2 separate regions of the Sus scrofa genome follow, and region 1 is linked to region 2. A link is a contact called in public Hi-C data. All regions are on one chromosome and are shown on one strand. Each heading gives the region's core, a stretch centred on a gene start, on an enhancer-like site or on the middle of the called end of the contact. The rest is flanking DNA. Distances are from core to core; before and after follow the strand shown. Region 1 has its middle 34 kb from the start of CCNL1. Region 2 has its middle 95 kb from the start of KCNAB1.

Region 1 (6,891 bases), core at 1,980-4,479, 970 kb after region 2:
GCACCTGGACCTGCTGGGCCTGCTCCTCTCACGTGGGCACACAGACCCCTTCCGACCTCCCTGGAGCCTCAGGCTCTTAGGATCGCAGTTCTCAGGACACTGGACATCCTTCCCTGTCACGTGACATGGAGCTGTCTTGGGTTTAGACTCTCCAGTTACTCCGATGAATCACACTGTTTTGGTGGCTTCCTTCCCTCTCTGGTCTGGCCCTTAAAATTAGGTTCACTTTGTACCCTCAGCCCCATGAGCCTCAGAGAGACACCCCAGGTTGTCAAGACTGCTCTGGGCCACCTATTCCTTCCTTTCCCAAGGTAGTGCCACCTATCAGCAAGAGCTCTGGGCCATAGACCGAGAAACCAGGGCTTGCTGTTCCTGTCCTCTGAGCTGCTGTGGGGCATTTGGCAGTCACACCATCCCTGTGGGCCACATGGAGGTTTAACAATATTTCCTCCAAAGTCCTTTCCAGCGGCAATACGAAGGGCTCTGAGGCGATCCTCCTGAAAGTCCTCTTTGGTTCTGGAAGTCAGTCATCCTCTCTCATAGAATTTCTGAATATGGTGGGTCTGGCTCAGCTTAAAGAAAACCATGGCTATGCCTTCCTTGGATTAGCTTTTCCTGTGGCTCTCGTCGGCAGTGTCTGTCCCCCTGCCAGGAAGGTGCTGATCCACAGCCTCAGGAATGCCCAGCACTCTGCTCAGGGCCCCTTTCCTTTCCTGTGCAGATTTCTCAGTCCCGCTTGTCCCACCCAGTCTAGACTAGATGGTTGCCTCTGTGCGCCAATCCCTTGGGGGTCACTGTGGAGGTCGGAAACCGAACTGTGACTTACTCTTCACCCCAGTGACAAGCCTTTCATTCCTCCTTCCTAGTTGGGCCTGCCTAACCAGACCAGCACCAGGGTGAGAGGGGAGAAACTTCTGCTGTGTAGTAACCCTGAGGGCGGGCGCTACTCAGTGGGTGGATGTCACCTCTGTCCCTGGAAGCTCTGGGACATCCAGGGCCCCACCCACCTCTCCAGGGCCTAGGTATAAGGCCTTGTACCCCTGCCTCAAGCCCAGCCAGTTTGCCAAAGTTCCAGAACTTTCTTGGACACTTTGAACTATACAGGTGCTCTCTGAAAGAGAACAGAGTTGCCTTCTGCCTCATCCATTTCAGAGTCAGCTGGTGTCTTGTGTCCCCTTTAAAAAAAAAAAAAAATCTTTTTCTACTCATCCAGCAAAGAGCGCTTATTTATCTCACGAATTTGAGCACCACCCTCACCTCTTCAGAAGGAAACCACACAAACTGGGTGCTGTAAACTAGCTTCCCACAGCGTTGGGGGCACACGGGGCCTCCTGGGGAGGGTCTCCCCTCCTCCAGGGTGTATACTCAGCTGCAGAGCACAGAAAGGCCTATTGTTCCGCCGGCCACGTGCTGGGTGTCCCCCCTCCCCCCTCCCAGGAGGTAGAAACGCTGCCTGGAGACCTTATCATCTCCTGCCTGGCTTTCTGTTTGGTTTTGTTTCTGGTCTTTCCTTTTTTTGTGGTACTTCCTGGCCCAGACCCCCAGCCGCTTGCTGCACCTTGTTCGTCCCGTACCCCATGCCCAGCGAATGCCTTTTGCGTGCCTTTGATGTCCCAGCTCAGTTCTGGGGGAGCAGAGTGAACAACTCCCCCTTCGAGGCTCTGGGGGTTCGGCAGAGGGAGGGAACAAAGGCACGGCGTGGGCAGGGCCCAGGCCCAATCCACGGGGGCCTACAGCTCCCCAGTGAGTGTTGGGACATGGACACGGCAGGGGCTGGGCCGCCAACATTGGCAATGTCATAGGTCTTCGGAGCATCCAGCGCACCGGCTCAGAGGAGGAGTGTTGCAGGAGGAGCCAGGAAATTCTGGTTGGTCCCACTCCGCCACCGTGTGACCCCGCATGACCCACACCTCCCAGGGGAGACTCTGTGCCCCAAGAGGGGGCAAGAGCCCCCGTCCTGCCTGCGTACTTCCTGGGGCTGAGGTAGAGAGGCCGCTAACACAACCCTCTCCGAGGAAACGCTGGGAGAAGCAAAGGGCCTTTGTGAGTCAGCAGTGGGAGTCGTTGCTTGGTCCTTGCCCACCGTTTACCCTGAACCCTGCCACACTAGTTCCAGTAAACACCTAGTGGGCTTGTGCTGCCCCCTAGTGGCAAAATCGAGTCCTCATAATTCACTTCCAGTTAAATTTCAATTCTCTTAAAAATATCAGAAAAATTACTAAGGATGAGTATGAATATATATATATATATATACATATATGTATATATATATAGAGAGAGAGCCCAGCCTGGATTTTATCTATTTTTATACCAGTGCATTCATAAAATATATTTAAAAATATTTATTAATGGAGGAAGTCACCCATGAAGGCAAAAGTGCCCAACACAGCCCTGGACCCAAGGAGGAAGGCATGTCCCAGCTCCCCCTTCCTCAGGCCGCTAGCCGGCTGCTGGCTGCTCCTCCAAGCCTGCGGGGAGGCCTGCCTGGGGCCTGCTGGTGGCCTCTTGTCAAGGCCTTACCAAAAAGGCTGGTACTTGCCCCGAGATGATGGAGATAAGATGGAGGAACAGATGGAGAAACCAAAGCAATATGGCTGCTTTTCTTCAGCCTTTAAAAAAACTTTTAAAATCCCCAAAGAGTACAAAACACCATGAGAAATAGTTCCTTTTCTCTTTGCTAATATTGAGACAGGACTAGTTGACCTGGAGAGACATTATGGCTCCTGAATTTTTTTTTTTTTCTTTTTCTTTTTTGGCCTCCCTGTGGCATATGGAGGTGCTGGGCCCAGGATCAGATCCTAGTCACAGCTGCAACCTACCTGGGATATTGAACCCACTGCGCCAGGCCAGGGATTGAACCTGGGTCCCAGTGCTGCAGAGACACTGCCAATCCCATTGCACCATAGCAGGAACTCCGGGGCTCCTGCACACTAATGATAACAAGTGACCAATAACCTCTGGCTTCCCTCTTTATGAGAAGTGTCCTCAGAGGCTGCATACCTCATCCCCCAGGGAGCAACTGGCCCTGTTTTCAGACAAGGAATTTGGAGTCTAAGAGGTCACAGGCTTGTGAAAGGGAAACCCTAGCTTGAACCCAGGGATTGGGGCTTCAGATTCTCACTCTCCTCACTGCTTTGAGTGCTGGGAGTTGAATGACACACACCCCTCTACAAGGTTGGGAGGAAAATGCTGCAGAAAAAGTCCACAATGCTTTTCCCTCCATACCTGTGAAATTAGTAATCTAGTCAACAGTCATCCTCTAATCATGATGAATAATCAACTGAAAACTCCTGCCCTTTGACCTGGTTAACTGCTTTCCTTTCTCCTTTTCATGTGACAGAGATTCCTGAAGAGCCTTGCACATTCCTAATAGTTCTTCACACCCTCTCTCAGGCCTTCCCAGGCCTCTGAGAAGCTTCCCTTGAGACTCAGCTTCCTGGCATTGGATCTGGGATGAAAGGTCCCTGGGCTTCTGGAGGCTTCCTTCCAGGCCCCCCTCCAGCTCCACGTACCCTCTCCCTTCCCCTAAGCGGGGCCCAGATGATGGGCAGAATTGAGAAGAATGTTGTCAGTTTGGTACCATGTCTTGTCTTGCTTTGAGGAAACCAATGTGCACAACACTGAAAAGCATGGAGGGTTTGACGGTGGTGGGACGGGGGGCAGCCATGTCACAGAGGCCTAGGAGACCCAGGAAGGCAGTTGATGACCCGTCACAGGTGCTGGGTTTGCTGAGAAGGGCTTCTGATACCCGCAGTGCAGTGAAGTGACGTGAAGACTGCATCTTTACCCACAGGAGGTGCAAACATCCGAGTGAGTGTGCAGAAAACTTTCTTCCAGAGCTTTCATCTCTGGGGTGGAATCAAGTGGGATCATATGTGCCTTCTTACAGTCTAGGAAAACTCACATTCCATAAGCATCTCTGAGGTGCAGCCCTTGGCCATTGGAAACCCTTGTTAAGTAGGGATTATTTGCCCAGCTTTAGTTGCTCAGCTTTACATATTAGTAAACTGAAGTTCAGAGAGGCTGAGAGATTTAGCCAAGATCACAAAGCTAGTTGGGAGAGTATTGACTCAGGGCATGATATAAGCTCCAGAAACCCTTGAAACCATAGTTTGCCTGACCCAAGACACCCTGGATACGTCTCTCCTTGAGACTGAGGGGAGTCCCTTGTAGCACTCTAGGTAAGAGCGGATGATCTCCCCATCAGTCGGATTTCTAAGTTGAGTGATCGGAGGTTATGCGTACAGGTGCCTGCCCAGGCACTGGCCTTTGTCCCAGTCTCCCATTCCCTTCCTCCACGGGCACACGAAGGTCAAGTCCTGACTGTGTCAGTCCCTGTGGACTCATCTGTCTATCTGCCACAGATGTCTAGCAGCTGACCAAGATAAGAATGGAGTGAATGGGCTTTGGAGCCAGGTGGGCTTGGGTGTAAATTTCAACTTCTGCCATATTTTCAGGGAAAACTCAGGTTTTAGCATGGGGATGGGGGTGAGGAGGTTCGAGTCAGAATCCTGCAGTCTCTGCCAGCCTCTGAGTAGAGGAGGGGTGGGAGCCAGCCGCCAGCCATCCCCATAACAGCAAGGCCTTCCTGCCCCCAGGTGGGGAAAGAGCCCACCGCCGACAGCGGGCAGCACCCAGCTCAAGGGATACAATTTCAGGGCCCAAACAAGACTCAGATGGCTCTGGTCCTCCAAACTCTCTCCCATACACTAGTCCAAAACTCACTTTCAAGGCCCACTGTAACCATCCCTGGGGGTGAGGGAGGGGTGGGGAATGACACGTCACAATGTTTAAAAGAACACTGGGGAGAGCATTAGCATGGAGCCCACCAGGAACCACACTTTAACACCCGATCTGTGGCCTCTGTCTCCTCTTCTTTAACGTATAAAGCTAATAGAATGTGATGACATGACACTGCTGCTCTAGGCACTTTTTATGTACGTTGTCATTCCGAGCTCACAATAGCCTGAGTCCCATTTTCCCCATGAAGCAGGCATGTGGGTGAGGTCACCTAGCCACGGTCACAGGAGCAAAGCTGGACTTGGAACTCAGGCAGTCAGGTGGCAGCGTCCCTGCTCTTGCTTCTTATGGCAATAACGAGGCCTTACTCTCAGGTGAGAGGCCAGACTGAGAGAAGTCCTACATCTAAAGTTTCTGACACGAAACACGAACTCAGTTAATACTATTTTCCTTCCCTGGGCTCTTGGATTTGGGAGGAGGGAGCCACCGTCTGCCTCTCTCTGCAAAGGTTTGTCTTGCGCATGTGGGTGCTTGGTCGGTCTCTGAGAGATGAATGACAGGACAGGTTTTGCCAAGGTGCATGGCAGGAGTGAGGAAAGGGGAGCGCTAGAAATAGAAGTGTGTGTGCACATGCACACACACAGGCTAAGGCTGTGGCAAATGCCATGGTTTTCCTGGGGCCTGACCACCACTCCACTGGCTGCAAGTTTGTGAGGGACTGTGAGGGGGGGCTTTGACGCCTACTGTCCTTTACATCATGGTGTCGGCCGCAGAGCTTCCCAGGAGCCCAAGCAACGGGGAAGCCATCAGGGAGGAGGAGCGACCCCCCCCCCCTGCCACCCCAGCTCTAGTGCCTGGAGGATTAGAGGTTGCTCCTAGGGGTGGCCATGTGTGTGGTGGGTGGAGCTTGGGGGGCCTGGTGAGAGGAAATAGGGCTGTTCTGTATTCTAAGTTAGCCAGGCCCACACCCAAGCAGTGGCTGCCCCCGCCCTGCTCTGGCTTGAGTCAACCACTGGCAAACGGAGAGCGTTTCTTAGCACCAGAAAGGGGTCTCTGTGGGGGCAGAGAGAGCCAGCTCTCTGTGGAAGATCTCCAAGCCCCGCGGGCACAATTCCACCAGAATACAGCCTCACCGACCCAAGCAGTCTGGGCGATGGTTACTGAGGTGCATTCATCTCTGTTTATCAAGATGACACGGGCCAAGGCCATGTGTACCGGGGCCAAAACAAGCAGACCTTGACAGGGCAACATACCAATGTGTTGGTTTCACCACGTTCTCTCCGAATGTCCCTCAGCTCAGTTGACACAGCAGGCTGGGGATGGTGGAAGATGGCCCAGGGACTGCCGCACCCTGCTCCGACGTTAACTGTGTGTTCACAGGCATAGCCTGCGCAGCCAGGGTACAGGGGAGCAAGGCAGAACTTTTCCACAAAGGGGACTCACTGAATCCCAGTGGCTTGGAGGTTTGGGGAGTGGTGGTTTAAAAAAATCCCACCCACTGCTTCAGTTTGCTCTGCTCTTTGTAAGGACAGTCACAACCCCAAACTCCTGGAGACTTTAATCCAGTCCCTGTTTGGTTTCATCCCTCATGACCAGCTGAATTGGGCTTTTCTGAAATGTTCAAGATTTGCAAAGGATAGTTCAGATCCTGATTCCATCACCGGCATTTCAGAAGGGTTCTTAAAATGACAAAATGGTTCCTTTGCACTCTCCACATCTTCATCATTGAATATTTATGAAGTGCCCACACTGGGGTTGCTGTCCAGTTCTGAACCCAGATAAGAGGGGAGGTTCTTTATTCTCTTGGGGGCAGGGTGTGTGTGGGGGTGCTTAGTCAACTGTATATTTCTTTTAACTTCTGAAAGCTTTCCTGTTCCTGGGTGGGGGGAATGTCAGTTTGTTTTTGCAAGAGAAAGAGTAAACTTTTGCTAATGCATAGTGTTTCGTCAATTATCATTTGGGGTTTTCGACAGTGCTTGTTTTCTGAAACTCTCATCACCTCATTTCTTTGCACTAAAAATACTTGAGGCGGTTGAACATTGGTTGAACTCATGACTGTGGCAGTTTGCAAATTGAAGGGATGCTTTCATTTTTTCCGACCCATTCTCTCCTTTTCCACTCCACCCAAAAACAAATCATGCAGATACCGCA
Region 2 (6,912 bases), core at 150-2,649:
GTGGAGTCTTTTACTTAAAAAGGATAAGGTGGCCACTAATATCCCTTGTAGACATGTGGTGTCTGTGAAGTTTCTTCAGATCAACCTTGTTGGTGACTCAAATTGAAGCTGTTTGCCAGACAGCATCTTGCACCTTTGGGTTAAAAAACGTACGGGTTGATCTTGGAACAGCCTGGAAGTCTGCTTACTTTGCTGGCTCCGAATTAATAAAACAACTCTTTATCTCCCTTATTTGATTAGCTGCTTCAAACTTAACCAAAAGAAGCTAAAATCCCCTCTGACACTGGTTTAAGATAGAAATAAGACCAGAAAAACAAGGCTACACGGTCTACAAAATCAGTTATGGGATTCACAAAACTTAGGTGCCCTGAACTTAATAACCCATTGCAGAAGAATTATATTCATGTAGTTTGGAAAACTGCTTTTAATATTTAAGTCTAGATGTGGTTTATTCAGTAGGATTTGAAAACAGAACTCATACTGTGCTATCCTATGTGGTAGCCACTAGTCACATGTGGCTATATGTTAAAGTTAATTGACATTAAGTTAAATTAAAATTAAAATTCAGTTCCTTAGGTGGCATTAGCCTCAGTCAACTACTTAATATACATATGAGGATAATGGCTACTGTACTGGATGGTGAACATACAGAACATCTCCATCATCCAACAGGGTAGCCTTCCATTAAAATATCAACTCCAGGCAGGAATCTCAAATTCAAAATCCTTAAGATTGACTTTGCTTTTATGGATTTTTTTCCAGGGTCTCAAAATAACTATGTCATTAAAAAATTTTTTTTTTTTTACATAATTGCCTACCTTGAGACAAGTCAGGTCATGGGGGCTCTGGTTAACCATCATGTCAACCTCATGGGGGAGAGTATAGGAATAATGAATAATAAGTATCAAATTACTATCCGGCAGTGGGGTTGATTTAGTAACTTGTAAATAGAACTCTGTTATGGGGAAGGTGTCAGAATGTGCCTCACCAAAAGGCATTTTGATTTATGCTACCTTATGTATCCAGATATTTTTCAAGTCAATGAGAAAGATTATTTGGCCCTGGTGATTAAATTACTACGATGAGCAGATTTCTGGCACCAGCTGAACCCTAAAATTAGGAAAAGAGAAACATGAACTTCTTTATTCTTGTCAGTTCAAACCCAGCCATGACTTTTTGCTGAGTGTAGACATTTAGATGAAGAAGTACTTTTAAATCAGCTTTATCTTGTTATTTCATTACCCTTTTGCAGCAATGACAACCATCGTACAGAATTAATAAATCAAGACTAAACATTGCATGGATGTCAGAGTACAAAGACGCATTTACTCTGCACACAGCCTTATGATCTACAAGGTGATTCATCACTTGTTATCCTGGCCTCCCAGGATGACTGAGGGGCTGGATGACGCATACTAATGTACAAAAGTCAGTGCTGGGCCGCTTGCCTGCAATGTCCCACATATTCTCCTTCTTAGGTCTAACTGATTCTTAACCCATTGGCTGTGGGGAGGACTGCCTTTCAGAATCAGTTATCTAAATATGGTGAATTAATCTGGGAAACTGGTGAAATATGAAGTATGGCTTCCTCTAGCCCTGCTTTGTTTGCTGACATTTTGCCGAACACTAGAGTTTCGACGAGACCAGATAAGAAAGACCGGACACATAAAGATGAGTGCCCCAGAAAAGAGCATTAGACTTTTCAGATATAGTTCCCATTGTGGCGCAGTGGAAATGAATCCAACTAGGAACCATGAGGTTGCGGGTTCAATCCCTGGCCTTGCTCAGTGGGTTAAGGATCCAGCGTTGCTGTGAGCTGTGGTGTGGGTTGCAGATGCGGCTTGGATCTGGTGTTGCGGTAGCTGTGGTATAGGCCGGTGGCTACAGCTCTGATTTGACCCCTAGCCTGGGAATCTCCATATGCCACACAGGAGTGGCTCTAAAAAGCAAAAAAAAAAAAAAAAAAAAAAAAAAAGATACAGTGTCCCATTCGATCCTCACACCATTCTGTATATAAGCAGGGATTTTTGGGGGTCACAAATGAGGTGCTCTCTTGAGAACTGATCACTTTCCACCTGTGTTCCTCCCCATGTGCCTCTGTTTGTAATTATTTATATACATGACCAGCTCTCTCACTACATTTGAAGGTATCTGGAGAGGGGCCCATGTGCCCCTTGTTTTCCTGGCATCTAGCATGATGCCTGGTCTATGGGTTGTTCAGTTGCTCAGAAGAAGAAAGGTGAATGTAACACAAAAGTTCTGTAAGCTGGGCTGTGAGCACAGACAGATGGGCGGGTTAGCTAGTGCCTGGTGGACACAGATGTGTGTACTGTGAGGTCAGCAGTATGTGCAGATTACGAGCCTGCACCAAAGGTCTTGTTCTGTGTCATCCTGGAGATTCAACAGAAGGGAGAGGTGGAGCTTAGAAACACAGAATAGAAGGGATTGAGGAGGTAGCAATTGCCACAGTCAGTGGAACTGCGTGTTTCTCCTGAGTTCCTGCTCCTAATTAACAAAATCTTGCGTGAAGTTGACTCTATTAACAAACATCACAGCTCCTTCCACAGATCGTCTATGTTGCATTAAGCTTTCCTCTTCTGAGCAATTGTTTGGGTATATTTAATGTTTTCACTTGTATTAATCTTTAACATTACTCTTTTTTTTTTTTTTGTCAGGAGAGTAGAATTTATTGGTGGGTATAGGAGGGGTCAGTGCCAAGGTCCTAATGACTGCAGCACCCACCATTTGTCCAGGGGGCCACAATTAGGGATGTATTTGACCCCTCAGTCGTCTTTTCTGCCACCACATCCTCAAATTCTTCTGTATTAAACTTAGTAAATCCCCCACTTCCTGGAGATATAGATCTTCTGGTGGCCAGGAAACTTAAACATGGCCTTGTATAGAGCCTCAATCACATGCTCCTTGTTTTACAGCTTGGATGGATGTGATGACCTGGCCAATGTGAGACCTGGTCTCTGTTCCCTGGGGCTTTCCAAAGGTACCCCACATACCTGTCTGGAGCCTAGATTGAGGGCACCATGAGGTAAGACTGGGTGTTCACTGGAAAGGCCTGTCTCCAAGGCCCCTTAGGGCAACTTGCACAAGCAGCAGGCTGCATATACTACCAAGGAATCTGCTGTTGACAGCCATTGCACACCGGGTTCCCATGAGAAAAAGAGCACAGTTGGCTTAATTGGTAGCAGAGTAACTTTACTTTTAGATTTATGCTTTACTTCCCTTTTGTACTTCTGACCACTCCTTGTTTTAATTTCTAACACAAATCATCAATTCCCACTTTTAACACCATTTCAAATCTTGTTGAATTGGGGACTTGTTTACTGTGTTCTCATAAGGCCTTTCCTTCCCTTTGGATCTCAGAATGATTCCTGAAGGGGGTGGGGGTAAGGGATTCCTAGGTTTTGCTCTCGTGCAAAAGAAAGCATGTCGTGATGTTGGGAACTGAGGAGGGGCATTGCCCGGCTTCTGCCTGGAGTTTACCTCCCCTGTTTCTTCCCACATGTGGATGTTCAGTGATAATGAGTACATTTTAAGAGAAAGGAAACTGGCCTTACTTGAAGTAGAGGTAATGTGCCAAGATAAATTGTAGAAGTCATGAGAAAGTATAATATGGCAAAAAAACATGCTGGGCTTTACTTTTAAGGGTAGTATGAAAATCATTCTCAGTGTTATAATGTGGGAGGAACTAGAAATGAAGTGGCACATTAGTTACTGCCTTGCAGTCCCACAGACTGGGGAGGCCCCACTCAGGTTCTAATACATACAAAGGCCCTGGAGGCTTTAGCCTTCCATAAAAAAAGGGGAGCAGAGGATGCATTTGAAAACAAATAGTAATGTAATGTAAGGCTCTATAAACAAATTGTGTAGTAGAACTAGAGGGGCAGTAACCCCCAAATAAATAATATCAATATATTATTTTTATCGTTGTGCTAGAAAAATTTTAAATCATGTATACATAACTTGGCAATAATATGGGCTATTCTTTTAAGGGACTCAAAATATTCATTTTGAGTGTTTGGGTGAATTGCCAAGGTCACACTACAACACAGTAGCAAATCACGAGGAAATACATGAAAACCCAGGCTGGCTGTTTAAAAAACAGAAACAATATGGTGGTTTAAAAAATAATGCCCATATATATGTATGGCATTATGAGTGTGAGATTATTTTCAAATTTCAAACTTATTTTGAAGTCTTGAAAATTCAATCTAGATTGATTCTATTTCTTTTAAAAATATAAGTATAGTTGATTTACAATGTTGTGTTACTTTCTGGTACAGAATAAAGTGATTCAGTTATATATATGTATATATAGGCGTTCCCGTCATGGCGCAGAGGAAGTGAATCCGATGAGGAACCATGAGGTTTTGGGTTTTATCCCTTGTCTCGCTCAGTGGGTTAAGGATCTGGCATTGCCGTGAGCTGTGGTGTGAGTCACAGATGTGGCTCAGATCTGGCATTGCTATGGCTCTTGCGTAGGCTGGCAGCAAGAGCTCCTAATGGACCCCTAGCCTGGGAACCTCCGTATGCTGAGGGTGCAGCCCTAGAAAGACAAAAAAGACAAAAAATAAATAAATATGCATATATATATATGTATATATATAAAAATTTCACATTACTTTCAATTTATGGCTTATATTGAATATAGTTCCCTGTGCTATACAGTAGGACCTTGTTGTTTATCTGTTTAATATATGGTAGTTTGTATGCGCTAATCCTAAATTCCTAATTTATCCCTCCCTTCACCCCCTTTAGTAACCATAAGTTTGGTTTCTATGTCTGTGAGTCTGTTTCTGTTTTGTAAGTTCATTTGTATTATATTTTAGGTTCCATATGTAAGTGATATCATATTATATTTGTCTTTCTCTGACTTTGATAATTTTTAGGTCCAGCCATGTTACTGCAAATGACATTATTTCATTCTTTTAATTGCTGAGTAATATTCCATTATGTGTATGTGCATACACACACACACACACACACACACACACACACACACACACACTCTTGAGGCTTTCAAATCTCATCTATATATATACACATATATATAGGACACTTAGGTTGCTTCCAAGTTTTGGTTATTGTAAATAGTGCTGTTTTGAACATTGGGGTGTATTATCTTTTTGAGTTAGAGTTTTCTCCAGATATATGCCCAAGAATGGGATTGATGTCAACTCTGCTTTTAGTTTTTTAAGGAACCTCCATACCATCCTCCATAGTGGCTGCATCAATTTACATTCCCACCAACAATGTTAGAGGGTTCAATATTGAGAATTTTAAAGCAAATCTAAGTAACAAAAGTCAGTGAGAGTCCTGTACTTCTTATGTGTTTTCTTTTTTCTTTTTGTCTTTTTGCCATTTATTGGGCCGCTCTCGTGGCATTTGGAGTTCTCAGGCTAGGGGTCAAATCGGAGCTGTAGCCTCTGGCCTACGCCAGAGCCACAGCAACGCAGGATCTGAGCCGAGTCTGCAACCTACACCACAGCTCACGGCAACGCCGGATCTTTAACCCACTGAGCAAGGACAGGGATCGAATCCTCAACCTCATGGTTCCTAGTCAGATTCGTTAACCACTGTGCCACGACGGGAACTCCTCTTATGTGGTTTTAAATCTGTTAAAGGGCTGTCAAATTTCATCTATTAGCTGGTTGAAAATAGTTTCTTTATTTTTGTGTTAACTGCACTATTGCACAGACAACCTTTCCTATTAAATGAGCAGTTGAAATTGGCAGACAGAATGTGTGCAGTGAATAAACTGGTCAATAATTTTTATGATTAAGATCTTTATTTCATATAAGCTTCTCTCTTCCAAATAAAGTCCTTCTAGAAGACTGAGATTTTTGTGTAACTTCTTATAAGACTTTTTATGATCTTATGAACCAGTTTATATTTGTCGTGGTTTAGTTTGGCAGGACATTTGGGAGTCATCAGGACACAGGCACTGCTTGGTTGTGATGGACTGTGCTTGGAGGGCAGCATGACCCAGCACTGCCCTAGACAGCCCAGGACCCTATTCTGATCCCAATAGAACAAAGAGTCCTTGAGACCCAAGGTATGTGCCCATCCAGCTGCTCCCCTTTCTGGACCATTCTCCCTGTATACCCAGAATTCCTTTCCTGAAGGGCCTGCAAGCCTCTTCTATGATTCTTTTCTCTGGGGGTGGGGGGATACCACACCCCAGACCAAGTGCGAGGGTGTGGTTGTACAGGCTGAGATGTCCATCTGGGCCGGGATTCTGCAGCAGGTGCCATACGAAGCTTTTTACAGGGACCAAAAGAATAGGGGGTGGGAGAGAAGGGAGCTTTCAACAAAGATTAGGCATGAGCTTGTCTTTAACCCATAGCCACTAAAAGGCCGTGGCCATGAAGTTATTGTTAAGATCAAATCACTTCTGCAAATTTCTGAAACACCCTCTAGGAAATAATAGTACTGCTGTTCTAAGTAAAAAGGTTAATTTTCTTTTCTAACAGATAAACTTTCTCTGAAGATGATATCAAACAAACCCCAGAAATGTTTTATGCTATGATAACATCAATAGAATTAAAGTGTCTATAATTTTCAGAGGTGCTACTTTGAACAAAAACTCATTGAAATGTATAAGAGCTGGTATCTTTGATAAAAACAAATAGCCAATTTAAAACCAAATAGCTTTTTAACCAAAAAAAAAAAAAAATCAGTGCAGATTGTTATTTATGAAATAAAGTGATATGGTGTGGTATATTCAGTGAAGAGTCAGGAAAACTGTCTTTACTTCCAACATTTCTGTGAAATACATGAATTATTTGGGTCTTGACCTCTTCGGATCTCAGTTTTGATGTCTATTAAATGAGAAGGGTATAACAAGATGCCTTCTAAGATTTCTTCTATATTTATAACGTGAGTTTTTTTCACAAG

Evidence for each region. A called contact is a pair of places that touch in the nucleus more often than the background predicts.
Region 1: a contact with region 2 is called in a Hi-C map of embryonic fibroblasts, with 2.9 times the contacts expected there. The contact joins two enhancer-like sites. A contact is called at or near these places in 27 of 47 Hi-C or Micro-C datasets (alveolar macrophages, blood, brain and 15 more) and 1 of 2 datasets of contacts at active chromatin or transcription factors (alveolar macrophages).

Annotation. Positions count from the first base shown.
Region 1 is chr13:96,966,747-96,973,637 of Sscrofa11.1, forward strand. No RefSeq gene overlaps it. Among named protein-coding and RNA genes, the nearest start is that of CCNL1, 34 kb to the right of the region's middle. Within about 2 kb of position 3,230, at least 52 of the 83 cell types and tissues checked have an H3K27ac peak or open chromatin away from gene starts, as enhancers often do. A contact at or near this core is called in embryonic fibroblasts, where this site is marked.
Region 2 is chr13:96,001,817-96,008,728 of Sscrofa11.1, forward strand. It overlaps a transcript of KCNAB1 not described here. Among named protein-coding and RNA genes, the nearest start is that of KCNAB1, 95 kb to the right of the region's middle. Within about 2 kb of position 1,400, at least 7 of the 83 cell types and tissues checked have an H3K27ac peak or open chromatin away from gene starts, as enhancers often do. A contact at or near this core is called in embryonic fibroblasts, where this site is marked.